Regions from separate parts of the Callithrix jacchus genome. Here region 2 is linked to region 1. Evidence: chromatin contacts called from public Hi-C data. All regions are on one chromosome and are shown on one strand. Each heading gives the region's core, a stretch centred on a gene start, on an enhancer-like site or on the middle of the called end of the contact. The rest is flanking DNA. Distances are from core to core; before and after follow the strand shown. Region 1 overlaps SH3RF3 (SH3 domain containing ring finger 3). Region 2 holds the start of SH3RF3 (SH3 domain containing ring finger 3).

Region 1 (7,773 bases), core at 2,956-5,455:
CTTTTCAGTAACTGCCTCCACTCAGGTTGTCAAGCCCCAGAAGCTGGCCTGAGTGTGTCCCAGGAGGTGTCAATAATCTGTCATCTTGAGTGATTCAGCGAGGTCTCAGGACACGACTCTTTCCCACATCTCCCGCCTGTTCTACAAAATAGCAGCTATTTTTTGCAGGGAAGAATTTGACGAAAGTCTGATCCTGGGTGGTGCTTATCAGGAAAGGTGGCATGAAGGTTCAAATCCATGAGCAACCAGGGAATAAACCCTCCTGGCCGGCTAAGCCACATCCTTCTTCTCAGGGCTGTAGCATTGCCTGGAGGGGCTGGGAGGGGTAGCCTGGGCACACCCACTGGAGCAAGGTCTGTGAATTACGCAGTCTGGGGATGTACCAGCTGTGAGAAGAGGCTCCCTGGGCTGTTGTGGGGTCTGGCGGGGAAGAGGTTAGGTCAATTCACCATCTGTGAGTGACAGTGTCCCCTGACCCTATACCTGGAGGAAGTTTCCCACTCAGGTGCCCAGTGGAGCCCCTTCCTTCTTAGGCTGTACTTGGCTTAGCCTATATGCATATCTATAGGGGGAACTGGCAGTGATTTGAAAGAATAAAGCAGAGGGAACTCTTTACTGTGTACATAGAGATGGCTAGGAAGAAAATATGATGCCAGAATCAGCATGGGAGGATTGCTACAAGCTAGGTTAAGCAAATGCCATCAGGCTGGGTAAATGCCTGTGAGCTTCCACTCTTTCTCCCTCCCCTTTTCAGAAGTAGCAGAAGAAACTGAGTAAATGCCAGCTGCCCTCTGGGCAGACCTCCCTGGAGAAGCACAGAGTTCAGGGCAGGAGGAAGTGGGAGCCATCTCTGAGTTTTCTCACCAAGCAGAAACTGAGCAAGGTGGGGTGGCTGCGTGCAGAGCTGGCACATTCTGTCTGCCAGGGTACTGTTTTGGGTTTGGGGCCCACAAAGTCTCTGCAAAGCACGACTGGGTGCTGTAGGGCACCACAGTGGCACCTAGGCCAGGGGCAGAAGGTCCTTCCAGAAACTGCAGGCAGGCCACTGGGGGGCAGTTCGAAGCCTTCACAGGAAAAACGGAACTCAGCAGTGGTTGGTAAGGACTTACAGGATTCAGAAGGGAAGAGGAGAGAGGCAGTGAGTCAGTGAAATCCACAAAAGTGGGAAGACCACAGCAGGCAAGTGAAGGTCCATATGAGTCACTGTGGAAGTGCGGGCTATGGCGGGGGAGGGGGCAGAGCCTCAGCCACGGTGTACACTTGGCATATAAGATACAGGCTAAGCCCTTGCACGAGAGGCCAGCAGGTGCCAGGAAGGGCTCATCCCCCACACCCACCAGGAGTCGAGTCTGACACAGCCTAGTCTAGGAGATTCCCTTGAATGCTGTGAATGGGTGAAGGGAAACACCAGGTCTCACTCAGCTACAGAGCTAGCATTTACAGCTGGTAGCGCCTTGATGAGTTAAAAAAACAAAACCAAAAAACCCAGAAGCCCTGCTGAGTTTAAGTGGCATTAGAAAGGGTTGCTTCATCACAGGGCTGCTCTGGGCAGAACAAGCAGATCGCAAGAGTAGGGTGGCTGCAGGTTCCAGCTGCCTTCAGCAGCCTTCAACTCCGCCCAGGCCCATGGCTGTCAGCATTTCCACTATAAATACCTGCCTTTTAGAGGGAGGTTATGAAAAACCTCACTCTGGGCTCCAACATGTGTGATCTAAATCCAGGATCATTTCCTTTGAAATGCTTCCTCCAACCAGGCTCAGCTGTTTTGCTCTATTTTATGGCTGTATTCACTTGTTTCCTCCTAAGTGCTACTCAGAGAACAAACCAGGGCCTATTCCCTCCCACAGCCCTCCATCGGGCTCTCCAAATACCTGGGGACCGACTTCCTGGACCCCAGTGTTCTCTGCCTGCTTCACAGGGTCTAGAGAAAGAGCAGCAGCACACAGTGAGCACGGTCCTCCATCCATCTCACCCACTGGCATCGGAGCACTTTCTAAACACACCTGCCATGCACCTGCACTTGGGACATCATTACACAGCAATCATGGCACAAATAATGCTGGAGGCTGGGCTCAAATGATTCCCTTCTCCCCAAAGGAACAGACCTGGAGTGTTTCACTTAGTCTCCCTGGGACTCTGTTGAGTTGGTACTGAAAACTCCATTTTCAAAATCAGGAAATCCAAGCACCAACAGGTTGTTGTATGCACGTCCAGAAGAGATGGGGCCCTGATCTAAATGTCAGCGTGGATTTCCAGGCTCCCTATTTCCATCAGGGGCCATGCAGCCAGGAGCATGGTGCCTGGCCCCTCAGCAGTGCCACGGGTCACTGAGCACTGTGCAGCCACCAGCACATGTCCCTGAGAGGCTGCTCACAACTGACTTCACTGCACCCCTTTCACGGTGGAGAGTGAGGGTGGAAAGGCAGCATGCGTCCCTCATGCCTTAGCAACCCCAGCCCAAGGCAGGTGCTGAAAGTGAAGGCAAAAAGCTTCCACCAAGACAGGCAGCTTCAAGAGACAGCGGGAGAAGTAAGAGCTCCTGCCTCTAAGACGAAAGTCCTCAATGCTTCATCCAAAGCTTCCATGTCCCCAGCATCCCTGCCCCAGCCAGGCAGGAAGGCAAGCCGCTGCTGAGGGGCCTCCTGGGAAGAGGAGCAGTTAGGCTGTATCCTGTTGACTCGTCTCTGCTTCTGCGCCAAGGGGCTTTGCCTTGTGCAGTCTTCATTCCGAAAGTCCAAAGTGGACTATCCCAGAGGACTATCCCTCAATACGCAGATGCATCTCTACACACCTGAGACTGAGGGGTCATTTTCCACCCACCGCTGGGGACTGGGCTTGCCAGACTCACACAGGAGTGCAAGTAGTGCACACTTCGGCCCACAGAGTCTGAGGTACTGTTACAGATCTGTGACTTGATCCTGGGGCAAAACTCACCATCTGGGGAAATTGTCATTGTCTTCCCATCAAGCTCCAATTAGTCACATCACAAAGCGGGGCCTGGATCTGGCACTGGTGCCATCCCAATCAGAAGGCCCCTCACTGGCTGCACACATCCTTGTGGGCCCATGTTCGGTGCAGACTCATCTCACGCACAGGCTTCCATGCTGCAGAGAAACCAGATGGCTCTGGCCTCCCATGTGGATTCAGCCTGAGGATGCACCCCCTCCTATCGAGGTGCCATCTAGAAAGAAAAGGACTCCACTGGCTCCATTGGCGTGTGGGGTCACCTTGTTTGTTTATCAGGTGGATGTTCCCCTCCTATTTGGATGTGCACACACATAACCAATGCACTCAATAATTAAACTTTTCCCATTTTTTTTAATGCAAAGAGAACACATTTTCAACTTCCACACAAAATGAAAACAAAATGATAGCATCAATATTTTAAATGTCTTGGTGACTTTATTCATCATGAGGACTGCTCCTGGTACCTGGGGAGGTGTGTGCCCATCCCAGGGTCTGCCCTGTTCTGGGGCCCCTCTGCAGGGGCCACCCCCTAGCCTGATGCTCCTGGGAACATGGAACTGGATGGGGTGGGGAATTACCTCAAGCGGGCAGTGCAGTCTTGTCCATGGGACAATAAACGTTGGGCCAGGGCTCACCACCCAACAGGGGACCTTGCTCACCACTCTATGGCCTCTGTGACCTCGAGTGGCTGCCTCCTGGCTCAGTAAAGCCCCTCCCAATGCTTTGTCTCCCCAGCTTTCTTAGGCTAGATGTGATTTTCTTCCACAACCTCTTTCCAACCACAGAATTGTCTAGAAAGGTAAGAAGAACTGAAGAGTTTCTTCCATCCATCCTTTAAACAGTTCTATGTATGGGCTCTTGGTTTAGAGCACACCATAGCCTTGTGGCTGCGTCCAAGGGTGGGGCTGGGTTGAATAGAGAAGGCTGTCTCCCCACAGTTCCTGGAGCCACGAGTCTCCTGTCTCTGCTGGGGAAGTGGGACCAGCCCGGGGGTTTCAGTGCTGGGTCCAGGATGGTGCCAGAGTACAGTTACCCCAAATCCCTGGGTCTGATTGATGCGACTTTAAACTGAATGTCAGGAGGATTTTTTTTTTTAAGGATTGGCAAGCCAGTCACGAGAGAGGACAGCAGCTGTAACACGAAAGGAAGAGCAGTGGTGTGGGAGGTTCCCAGCTTCACAAGAAAAACAGCACAAAGGAGCTGTGCCCCTTGGGTCCCGGCCCTGACCCAGAGTGGAGATAGAGCAACCTCAGTACCAAGCCATGAGCTTTGGGAGTGTGATCTGAAGGAGGGAATGGGTCCCTAAATCCATATTTTGGTGGAAATCCAGGAAGCTGAAGGAGCAAGCAGGAGGGCAAGCACTCACAGTTTAACAAGAAGGCGACCCATGACTTCACAGAAGCACCATTCAGAAAACAAAAATGGACTGAGGACCTACCATGTCCTGGGCTCTGTAAAAAACTTGCTATCAAAGAGTTTCTATTTCAGTCTGTACTGAACGACCTAGGGCTCCTTCACAGAGGCCAACTCCGGCTCAACAGGTATGGACTGGTGCCAAGTTTCTGCATTTCTGCCAGCTCCCGAGAGAAGACGCTGCTGCTCTTGGCAGACCCCACTGTGGTAGCAAGCTCTGGAACACTACTTGCAAGCTCAGCTTCCCAACAGCAGCACCTCCCTGGGAACCCTCCAAGGACCAGACTCGCGTGTTCCAGAGACTCCTGTGGGGCATCTGCCTTCCTCTGCAGCTTCCACCCTCGTTGCTGAGTGTGGCAGAGGCCACCACAGCTGGCCGTTGGCCTGTTACTCCTTAGAGCTTCACAAACTCAGGAGCAGATGAAGAAAGGCCAGAAGCTTTCACTGGGAGACATCTTGGGAGCTTCCCCTCGCTGAGATGGGCAGGCAAGATGGCTGGGCTGGGCTTCGATCAGCACTTGCCGGATGTAAAACATGTCATTCTTTAGGAGACTAAGCATGGAGAGGGAAGGATTCTTTTTACCACTGATTCGCCCTCCTCATAGGCACCCCTCATTCTGAAGGGTTGTTTGTGGAACATTCCCAGAGCCTTTAAGGAGAAAGGCTCCCCAAACTGGGGACTTTTGGTCAGTGACTAAGCCAGTAAGAAGGAAGGGATCTGGTGACCACCCCTGGCCTGGCACGCCCAACTTTATCTTCATCCCCACACATGCCCATCTGACCCTCATATCAACTATCTGAGGTGACGGCAATGTGGCCATTTTACAGATGAGGAAACTGAGGCTCAGAGAGGTTAAGTGACTCGTTCCAAGTCACACAGTGAACGAGCAGCACCATGGCCGCTGCTCACCCCTCTTCTGAGATGTCTCATTGAATTCTGCTGCCATCACCTAGTCTCTGTGGAACATGGGAAGGCCCTTCCCCTCTTGCTATATCTTGAGGTAAAATAATGAATACATTCACTGAGGTATACCTATGCCCATGACTACTGGAATGGGTTGGGGTCATTTTAGAGATTTTTAAAGACCACATGTGGGTCTTTAAAAATCAGGCATTTTTGGGCTGGGTTCAGTGGTTCATGTTTGTGGTTCATTTCAGCACTTTGGGAGGCCAAGGCGGATAGGTTGCTTGAGACCAGGAGTTCAAGACCAGCCTGGGCAACTAATGAGACCCTGTCTCTATAAAATATAAACACAAATTAGCTGGGCGTGGTGGTGTGCACCTGCAGTCCTGGCTACTCAGGAGGTTGAGTTGGGAGGATCACTTGAGCCTGAGAGGTCATGCCACTATACTTCAGCATGGGTGACAGAGCAAGACCCTGTTTCAATTTTTTTAAAACTCAGACCTTTTTTTGGGAGGTTAAAGATGACATGAAAAGTAGGTCAGGCAAATTCTCACACAGGACAAACGCCAGCCTCAGTTACAAAGGGTGGGAGGTTGATCTGTTTCCTTCCCTTTATTCACAGATTTAGTGGGCTCAGAGGCTGGTGGACAATGCCAAACTCTATGTACTGGGGACACCAAACCCCAGGCATCTGTAAAACGCTGGTGCCACCACTGTGGACTCATGCTCCCTGCCTGGCCACAAGCCACGACCATGCACCTGCTATGGGAGAGGCTTCTACCCTGGAGGAGATCCCTCCTTGGAATTACAGTTCGACAGAGGCTAAGCAACACCAGAGCACTGCAGGAGTGCTGGAGACCTATGTGAGGCTGCCGGTCCCACCGGAGTGTGGCCCCAAGCCCGTGGGTGACCTGCATGCCTCTAGCACATGGCAGATGCCTTTCTCATCCTGTCCTCTTGGTGTTTGCATTCTACCCTGGTCCCTGTCCTGTGACGGATGAAGCACACAAGCCAGGCTGCTGTCAGGCTGCCCAAAAGGCCAGCAAGCTGAGGTGACTATTAAGATAACAAGTTCAAAACACAGGTGCAGACCTGCACTGCACAAATGGCTGCCTAATTTTGCATGTAAAGCCTGAGTACAGGCAAGGCTTTTGGAAGAGTTGATTTCTAAAAATCTGAGGAGGGAGTTGGAGCGAATGGTTTTCATTTTAGCCCACTCTTATCATGGAATGGACAAAGTCCTGTCCCTGTCAGGTGCAGGGTGGTCCCAGAAGAGGCAGGTGGCACGCATCCCCCTTGTCTACCTCTGGGGGCCAGCTGTCACGCAGCCCACAGTGGCATTCATGCTGAGACCTTCCAGAGAGTTTGGGGGCCACCCTCTGCCAGTGCCCTATGATGCGGCAGGTAAATCTGCACACCCTGGGCCAGACTCACCTCATGGTGGGGAGCCCAGGAAGGGAACACCACAGTGAGGCCCCCAAAGCAAGCCCTCAAAACCAAGGTCTGCCAAAGAATCTTCAGCTGCCCTGCAGCTAAGAGTTAGTACCTCCTTCCTCATCCAAGACTCCATGGGTCTCTCCAGCACAACCAGAAACACCCACTACACCCCACCTGTGCCTCTGTCATAGTTATATCCCCCTTTCTTCCTCCCTGGATCCCACCCTAGTCCCCACAGGGAAATGAGGCTCCACATGATTCAAGTTTAACCTCTTGATACTGGGTGATGCACCCTTCCTGGACTAGGAATCACACTGTCATCTGAGTATTAAGACCTGCCAGAAGGAAGATTCCAGGACCAAAATAAGAAAACAGAAAACTTCACTCATTTGGTAGGAATGTGTGAGGGTCCATAAAAGGCCCAGGAGCAGCAGGGCAGCCTGCTTAGCCCCTCAGCAGGGGTGTCACGTGAGCAAAGGGATCACTGATTAGAAGTTTTCAGACTGGGATAAAGACTCTGTGATAATGTTACCTTAAGGTGAACTTAAAAGGAGATAAAAGTGGTGGTTTCTGGGCAAACAAGCATGTGAAGGGGACCATTTATTCCAAGAACTGCTCCAAGGAAAGTCTCTCTGTTGGGACAGTGGGGAGACCTCAGACCCCTAGCAGCAGGTGGGGACCTGCACAGCCTCCTGCAGACATTTAAATCCTGGATGAGTCCCTCTGGCGGGGTGTGTGCTGCACATGCATTTCTGGCCATTTTTAGCCTGAGGACCAAAGTGATTCATTTCCCAGGGTCCTTCTTGCTTAGAATTCACAGCTCTTAGGTGGGTGAGAAGAATTGAGGGAAGCAAGAGGTGTGGCTGGCACAAATTCAGCAGATGGCAGGTGGCCGCTCCACCCAAAGGGCTCCCAGGCCGGGCCCAGCCACAGTCCAGGCAGGGGGACTCTAACCTGTTCTCTGACAGTGCACCCCCATCAGGGAAGCATTTCTGCACATTCTAATGTACCAATGATCATTTACATTATACGTACGTAATGTGTATCTTTTG
Region 2 (7,773 bases), core at 3,831-6,330, 260 kb after region 1:
ATTATTAAGTCCCAGTCACAATGTCAAAGAGACATAGAAGAGATTTTCAAAGAGATCCAATGTGAACATATACCATTGTACCTCAAAATACAAAATACAGATACACTAATTTGGCTCTAATGCCTACTTTTATGTCATCAAAGGCACTCCCTAAGCTTTCTAGAGTTATTTAATTTGTGACAATGTCCTTCCTTGTAACCCTCACAGAATTCTGGATTGACACCAGTCAGTGCCCTCGAGTACCTTCTGAGAGCTGGGGCAGACAGCTTACATTCACCACCCCTAATACCAGCTCCGTCAAGAAAGCCCAAGGCAGTCTTGTTCACCTATAATAGTGCCTAGTGCAGTCTAGGCGAACTGCAGACGATGTTCTATATAAGCCCAAATATAAGTCAAGGATTTAAATTTTTTTCAAAAAAAATTGGTATTGTCTTATATTTGAGTCCTTATTAAATCACATTAAAAAGCATGCTTTGAATTACTCAATGTGGAACCACAAAACCCTTTCAGCAAGATTCTCACTGCACTGAATCAATTTGATTGATGCTAGCTTGGGACATTAAAGGGATTTTCTTGCAAAATTGTGAAAACAAAACAATAAACAAACAATTTAGCCTGAAAAATTTAGCATACATTAGCAATTGCAAGGGTTGGATAATACCATTAAAATAGGACTTTTTAAAGATCACTTTCAGAAGTAACACATATGAACATACTTTAAGAAGCAACACACATATAATATTTGCCAACAGGCAAATAAAAAGACCAACAGTCCTGATCTTAGGGTATGGGTACTTGTCACTGGGTATAAGATTTCCAGGGGCAGCATCCTTAACTGACTCCAAAAAAGCACTTTATCTCAAATGGCTCAGGTGAAAGCAGAGCTGAGAGGTTCTGCTTACCAGGTCAGGGGACTCCAAGTACCTGATTCACCAAAACTGATGAAAAATACGCAGGTAAAGAGTTAGGGAAAACACTGTTTCATTCACTGCCGGTGATACCAAATAGAAATTTAAACATTTTTTAAAAATAATGCTGTCACAATGTCTAACTGTAACAAAATTAATAAAACAAACAAGCTACGCATATACTTACCTACATACCTAAAGAGTATACATATCCTAATTGGCCCAAAAGAAGATGTGAGGAGCTTCTAATTGGGAAATGACGCGACTATAATATTTATGGTTACCTGCTATTATGGCATATATGGTATTAGTTAAATAAATGCCCCTCTATTAAATAACATGCAGAAATATCCAGCATTCAAGTTTGCTGGGAGGAGTCAAGCAATTCCAATGGACAGTAAAGTACCAAAAGTAATTTTCAGCTGAGATCTTTGTCAGTCAAGTGTATAGGGTTGCTCAATGCCTCATAGTCTATTACAATCCTTCCCCACCCTGGAAGCATGTGTTGGACTTAATGCTATCATCCCAGCAAGGTAGTATAGCGGTAGTTTAGTGTTAATACAACATACAGAACTCCTGGTTATTAGTTAAATAAGTGCTCATCTGTTAAACAAGATGCAGCAACAACCAGAAAGCATAAAAAGTCATGAACATGACTATGCACCCATAGAGGAAGTCAACCAAGGGTCTCAAAATCTGGCGAGTAAAACATCAATTTCCTGCTACTACTAAGTGTCACGACTGGAAGTTCCAAGCTTCAACCCCTTTGACAAGTTCTAAAAGGTACTACAAATGTTACAGAATTTCCAGAGTGGCGTCAAAGCTTTAGCCTGTCACACTGCAGAGGTTACCTCCTAACCTCCTGGTAAAACACAAGTCCCCCAAGATAAACTGGGAGGACATCTATAAACAAATGGCCTTTTACCAGAAGCAGGGCTCCAAATATCATACAATTATCAGAAAAGAAGAAGGTAACCCGCTTACTCTGCAAACAAAGATATTTAATTATAATACCTTAAATCAAAAACAGCAAGGCCAAGAAGGAAAAGTTTGAAAATTTTTAACGCAAGCATTTAGCTGGATTTCATCACAACTAAAACTAAAGATAAAAAAAATTCCCCTTCAGCAGCAACCCCAAGTGACCCAGGGTGACTATCCTTAACTGTCCATTCTTCTTGATCCATGGGGAAAAAAATCCATTGCAGCAAAACATGGCATTTAACTCAAGCTCAGCATCCAAGGGTTTAAGTTTCTAACCTTAACCTTAGAGATTTGCAGACTGCCTAAACCAGGTGCTAGAATTTCACCAGCATTTCAAGATCATACATAGTGGAAGCACTAGGCACCACCAACCTTTTAAACGGTCAAAAGTAGAGGAATAAAATTGTGTTTCTAAAGCAAATGATTATCCCAACAGATAGACAACATATTTTGTAACATTTAAGTACTTCTCTCCACTTAAATAAATAAACAAAACCCGGATCCTTTTTTTTCTCATTTAAACCAGCATCCCATGGGCTACCCTCTCCCAAGGTGTCGAGGGTATGTTATGACAGGCTGCAAGAAGCTTTTGAAACCAAATCACTGAAGCCGTCCAGACAAGGTCTTTCGCCTAAAACAGAAGCAGTTAAGGCCCTACAATGAGGCTGTACCAGAAAGAATAATAATAAAAATAAGTAACGACCCACGTGGGAACACAACTCTGCCTGGGAGCCCAGAAGACCTTGGCTTCTGGGCAGACACTGCCAAGTCCAAAACGGGCTGGGTCAAAAGGCTCCTGGGGTCTCCAGGTTAACTCCTTCCAGACTACTATAAGGAGTTTGTGATCAGCATTCTTCCAAACCCCAGTCCCACTCTGCCTTCTGCCCGCCCCTCCTCAGCCAGACGCACAGGCAGGAGGTCCGCCGGCTTCGCAGTGCAGACATCAGAGTCCTGTCAGAAACGTGAAGCCTAACTTTTCTCCAGGCAGGCCCAGGGTGTGCAGAGAGAGCATCTGGGGATCCAGAGGAAGCCCCTCCACCAGATTTCTAGAGAGATGCAAGGGCGATGCTAAGTTTCAGAGGCAGGGTAACAGGTCCGGCCAAGGAACAGAGGGTGAGCGGCGGGACAGAAACGCGTGCCCACCCTGCGGGAGGATGGGACACACGTGAACAAGCGAAGGACCAGATGCCGCCACAGAGCAAGCGAAGTTGCTCGTAGAGCGGAGTGTCTCAACGCTGGGCCACCCCTGGTCTCCTCCCCACCTCATGGTTGCCTCCCACGCCCAAGCACTCACCCACACACTCCCACGCATGGGGGTCACTTCCGCGGAGACAGATACCCACCTTTGCCACCGGCGCGCTCCTGCTGGTCACCAGCTCCCGCAGACTGCCAGTGGCGCTGCCCGCGGCGGCGGAGAGGAAAACAGGGGAACCCGGGGCGCTGCCTGCCGCGCCGCCCGCGAGCGTGGGGGCCGCACTCTGGCCGGGGACCGGCCGCGCGGGTGGGCTGCCGCCGGGGCTTGTGCCCGCGCGGGGCCGCTGACGGATGCCGTCCAGCAGGCGCACCAGGAGGATGTTGGCCGGCAGCTCGTCCACGCCGCAGCCCACCAGGATGCGGCACTCAGGGCAGCGCAGCTCGTGGCGCGAACACACGATGCTCTCCAGGCAGCGGCGGCAGAAAGTGTGCTGGCACGGCAGCACCTTGGCAGTGGTGTCCAGGCGCTCCAGGCACACGGAGCACTCCAGCAGGTCCAGCAGCGACGACTCGTCCATGTCCTCGCCCGCCCCCGCGGCCGTGGCCGCCGCCTGCCGCCGCCGCCGCTCGCCTGGCCTGTCCTCGTCGCCTTCGCTCTGCGCAGCAGCGGCGGCCGCCTTGGACGCGCACAGCCAGGACGCTCCGAGCAGCATGGGGGAGGCGCCGGCAGCGGTCTCGCGCGGCTGCCTAGGTCCTGGGGTCGGCGTGGATCCCGCCACCGGCAGCCGGCATCAGGACCCGGGAGCCGGGCTTTGCCGTGACTTTTTCACCCTGGATGGTGGCCCGAGGCTAGGGCTGTGGCGGTGCGAAGTGGCGCGCCCACCGGCCTGCGTGGCAGGGACTCGAGTTCCGCGCGCGGCAAGCCAACTCCCGGCGAGCCGAGCCCGCCCAGTCCTGAGCGCAGCGTCTGCTACACCTGTCCCGCCGCGCTCCAGCCTCGCGCCGGGGGCGGGGGATACTGCCGGGCACGAAGCTCAACCAGCTCTGTGCTGCAAGCGGCGGCTCGCGGCTGGGAGATCCGCGGCAGGAAGTGCGAGCAGCGGCCGGCCAGGTCCCCGCGGAGGCCGGGGCGCGGCGTGCGCGCTCCCCCGCGCAGCTGGCGAGCCGCACAGCCCCCGCGACACCTCCATGCGCCCCTGGCCTGCTCGCGAGTCGCTGTCCTGCCTGGGGTTCAGCAGGACCCTTCCTCTTCCTCGGCCGCGAGCACGTGCGCGGGGGTGCGCGCGGAGGTCTCAGTCACTGCAGGGCGCAGGAAAGGACGCGCCGCGCCCGCGGGACCTCCCTTCGCCTGGGCGCACGCCGGCGATTGGCCTTGTCCCCTACGACATCGTCAGGGCTCCGGGGAACCCCTCCTGCGCAGGCTTGGCCCTGCCTCCTCCAGGCGCCGGAGGCTTTTTCGGCTTTTCGTGAGCCTCGGATAGGAACGTTTCCTGTCAAGGCTGTTGCGAAGGAAAGTTTGGGCGGCGTTATCCCGACTGCCTTCCTCACCAGCGCCGGCGAGCAGCTTGGGAACACCGCCGACGCCTGGGCATCCTCCCCGACGACTCCCCAGAGCGCTCCCAGTTCAGACTCCTTTCCGAGCGGCACGCAGAAGTGACAGCCCCAGAGCTTCGTTCGGGTGTGGGTGTGAGGATGCCCCGCAAGGCAGGAAGGGAAGGCGCTCAGGTTGAAGAGGGTACCTCGGGGCCGGCGCCGACTCCTCCCGGCGGCAACCTTGGCTCTCCGGAGTCGCGAGTCAGAGGCAGGCGCCGCCGACCGCCTACCAGCACCCTGGCGCGGGGCTCCAGGCTCCGCGCCGCACCCTTGGCGGCGCAGTGTGAGGGGCTCCAGCGCCCGCTGCGGCGCAGTCTCGTGAACCCCGCTCCGATTTTTTTTTTTCCTCCGGAGGCGCAGAGAAGGGGGAATTCGCGCTCTCCTTCCCGACGCCCCGGCTTCTAGGAGCGTCAGAGCAACGGAAATACGTACAGGCGGACCGGGAGCAGCAGGGAAGTTTGGCTGTGGGCTGGGGTCGGCGGCGAATATTCCCTGCCGTGCGCTGCCCCCTCGTGGCCACTTTGCGTTCCCGCCGGGACCGGCTGGATTCCCGTCCGCGGCTCCGCACAAACCAGGACTGGCTGGACACTGCACCGCCGGTCCTGCCAGGGCTAATGTCACAAGAGACGTGGAGGGCTCGCCTACCGGCCAGCCTGTCTCTGTTTTTTGTGAAGTTGTATGATCTTTTTATTATTATTTAGGGAAAAGTAGTATTTGTTGAGGTTTAAAGGCCAAGAGCCTGCTATGTATTACTTAATCCTCTGAACAGCTCTGTGAGATAATTATTTTATTTGTATTTACTTACATAGTTTTAGACATGATCTCGTTCAGGGTGCGATCACGGCTCACTGCAACCTTGAACTCTTAGGCTCAAGCCATCATCCCACCTCAGCCTCCTGAATAGTTGGAACTAGAGTCGTGCCACCACACCTGGCTATTTTTTTTTTTTTTAATTAAATTCTTTGTAGAGACAGAGTCTCCTTATGTTGCCTAGGCTAGTCTCAAATTCCTGAGCTCAAACGATCCTCCACCCTCATCTTCACAAAGTGCTGGGAGTACAGGTGTCAGCCACCATGCCCGGCCTGTGATAATTATTTTAAACTCATTTTACAAATGAGGAAAGTGATACCCATACTTGTAAAGCCATTGGGGCTGAATTTTCATTTTTGTATCCCCAGAACTTAACACATAAAATTTACATGCCATTAGAATGTAAGCTCTCTGTAAGCTACAGATCTTTTCCACTGTAATATCCTTAGTGCCTAGGACAGTGCCTGACATATAGTAGGTGCTCAATAAATATTTGTAGAATGAATGAAAGGCTGTCTCTCTCTCTTCACCTACTAGTGATTTGAGTGCAGATCTTAGTATCTCAATTCCACATATTCTGTGCTTCTATCAGGATGCTAGTACTGGAAACGTTGTCCCTGATAGCAGCAGGTGGCTTTCCTAACCCAGATATCTCTCAGCAGTGTGGATTTCCATCTGTATGATTTATATCAGCGCTAAGAACAGGGTGAGATGGAAGCCATCCCAGAGCTGCCTGGCTTCCCTTGAGGGCTGAAGGAAGGGTGTGCACCTCACAGTGCATGGAAGCATATTCACATGAGCCACCTTTCACTCTTACCCTTGCTCAGGAACAAGGATGCTTGATCCAAGAGCAGATGGTAGACACAGGATGCAAGGGGGAGCATAAAAAGGGGACCCGTTAGGCACTGGGAGGGCTCACAAAGAGCGAGGACTGGTGCTTCTGGTTGCAAGCAACAGAAACCAACTCCTGGTAGATTTTAAAGGGAGCAGAATATACACCAAGAATAAGAGGCATCCCATAGAATCCCAGGCTAAGAGCTAGGCCAGATTAACACAGATAGTGCCCGCAGTGTGTCTTGCTGTCCATGTCTCTAGTTGTTGACTCGACCCCTCCCTCTCTTGCACCAGCTGCCTCTGCTTCCCAACCCACATGACAGAAAACGTGGTCAAAACTCCATGAGTCTTTCTTCCAACAGCATCAGCCACTTCTAGAAGTTCTAAAACTCTATCACTAGCATGGACCAGTGGTCCCTCTTTGGACCCGTGTGCCTTTGCCACAGGAGCAGGATCATCTGAAACCTGGCAGCACCCTGTGCAGTCACACAGTAGAAGTGAGAGTTTCCAGAAGACTTGCTATGCTGGGCAGTCAGAACAACAGATGCCCATGCTAGAAGCTCACCATGACATCTCGGCCCTCAACATATCTTTATCTTGCACAACCCAAGACAGACAAGAGCAAGATAGGGCCACTGAAGCCCTGCTTTCCCAGCTTTCTTCTGCCTCCACTTTACCCCTTTTGCCCCTGCCACAACCAGCACCCACAGGACACACAGACTGTCTACCCAGATGTCCACAGTGACTGGGCAGGGCATGAAATTAATGAAACAGGTTGAGGCCAAGGTAATAGGGCCTGGTGGGGACTGTAGCAAGCTTCATCTGCACCTTTCAGAGGAAGTGGCTGCTGCCCAGATCCAGTCCTGGAGGACTGACAACCAAATGTTGCCAGATCTTCGTACCTTTCAAGAGAAGTTGGAAGTGCTGCTTTTTACATGACATCTCCTGATGTTCAACAGTTGGCAACAGATTCAGTTCTCAAACACCACCATATTAGCCAAACAAAATACATGTGTGGTCAAATTGGCCCACAGACCATCAGTTTGCAATTTCTGGTTGAAGTAGCCAAGTATACTATGCTATAGCGTGAGGGAATTTAAGGGTATGAACTAAATAGTTGAAGTATTACAAATACAGTCTTAAGATATTTGGTTAAATTTGCCCATGTTCAATAAGCCAATTAATAAGTAAGTAATTGAGACAACCTGGCTTTACAGCCTTTCCTAAAAAGATCTGGGGATTTCAGTTGACCACAAGCATCGTTTGAGGCAACATGAGTCATCTATGCAGTATGGCTGACTAGAGAAGTAATGAAATCTTCAGATGCCTTCATGAAAGTTAAGGCAGGGGTCAGGGTTTGGAAAAAAATAATCTCATTGTACCTCAGACTTGTCAGACCTCATTTGTGAGATTACTTCCAATTCTGGGTACCAAAAATTAATGACAGTGTTGT

What was found. Hi-C and Micro-C count contacts between places; a contact is called where the count stands out from the background.
Region 2: a contact with region 1 is called in a Hi-C map of skeletal muscle, with 9 times the contacts expected there. The contact joins the promoter of SH3RF3 here to the enhancer-like site in region 1. A contact is called at or near these places in 2 of 3 Hi-C or Micro-C datasets (both in skeletal muscle).

What each region holds. Positions count from the first base shown.
Region 1 is chr14:19,732,021-19,739,793 of calJac240_pri, forward strand. All of the region lies in intron 3 of SH3RF3 (SH3 domain containing ring finger 3), which reads right to left. Among named protein-coding and RNA genes, the nearest start is that of SH3RF3, 260 kb to the right of the region's middle. Within about 2 kb of position 4,206, at least 2 of the 16 cell types and tissues checked have an H3K27ac peak or open chromatin away from gene starts, as enhancers often do. A contact at or near this core is called in skeletal muscle, where this site is marked.
Region 2 is chr14:19,988,326-19,996,098 of calJac240_pri, forward strand. SH3RF3 (SH3 domain containing ring finger 3) reads right to left here and starts at 5,081. Exons shown (of 9, transcript XM_054244686.2): 1 at 3,233-5,081. The coding sequence starts at 3,796. It also overlaps the pseudogene LOC144579235.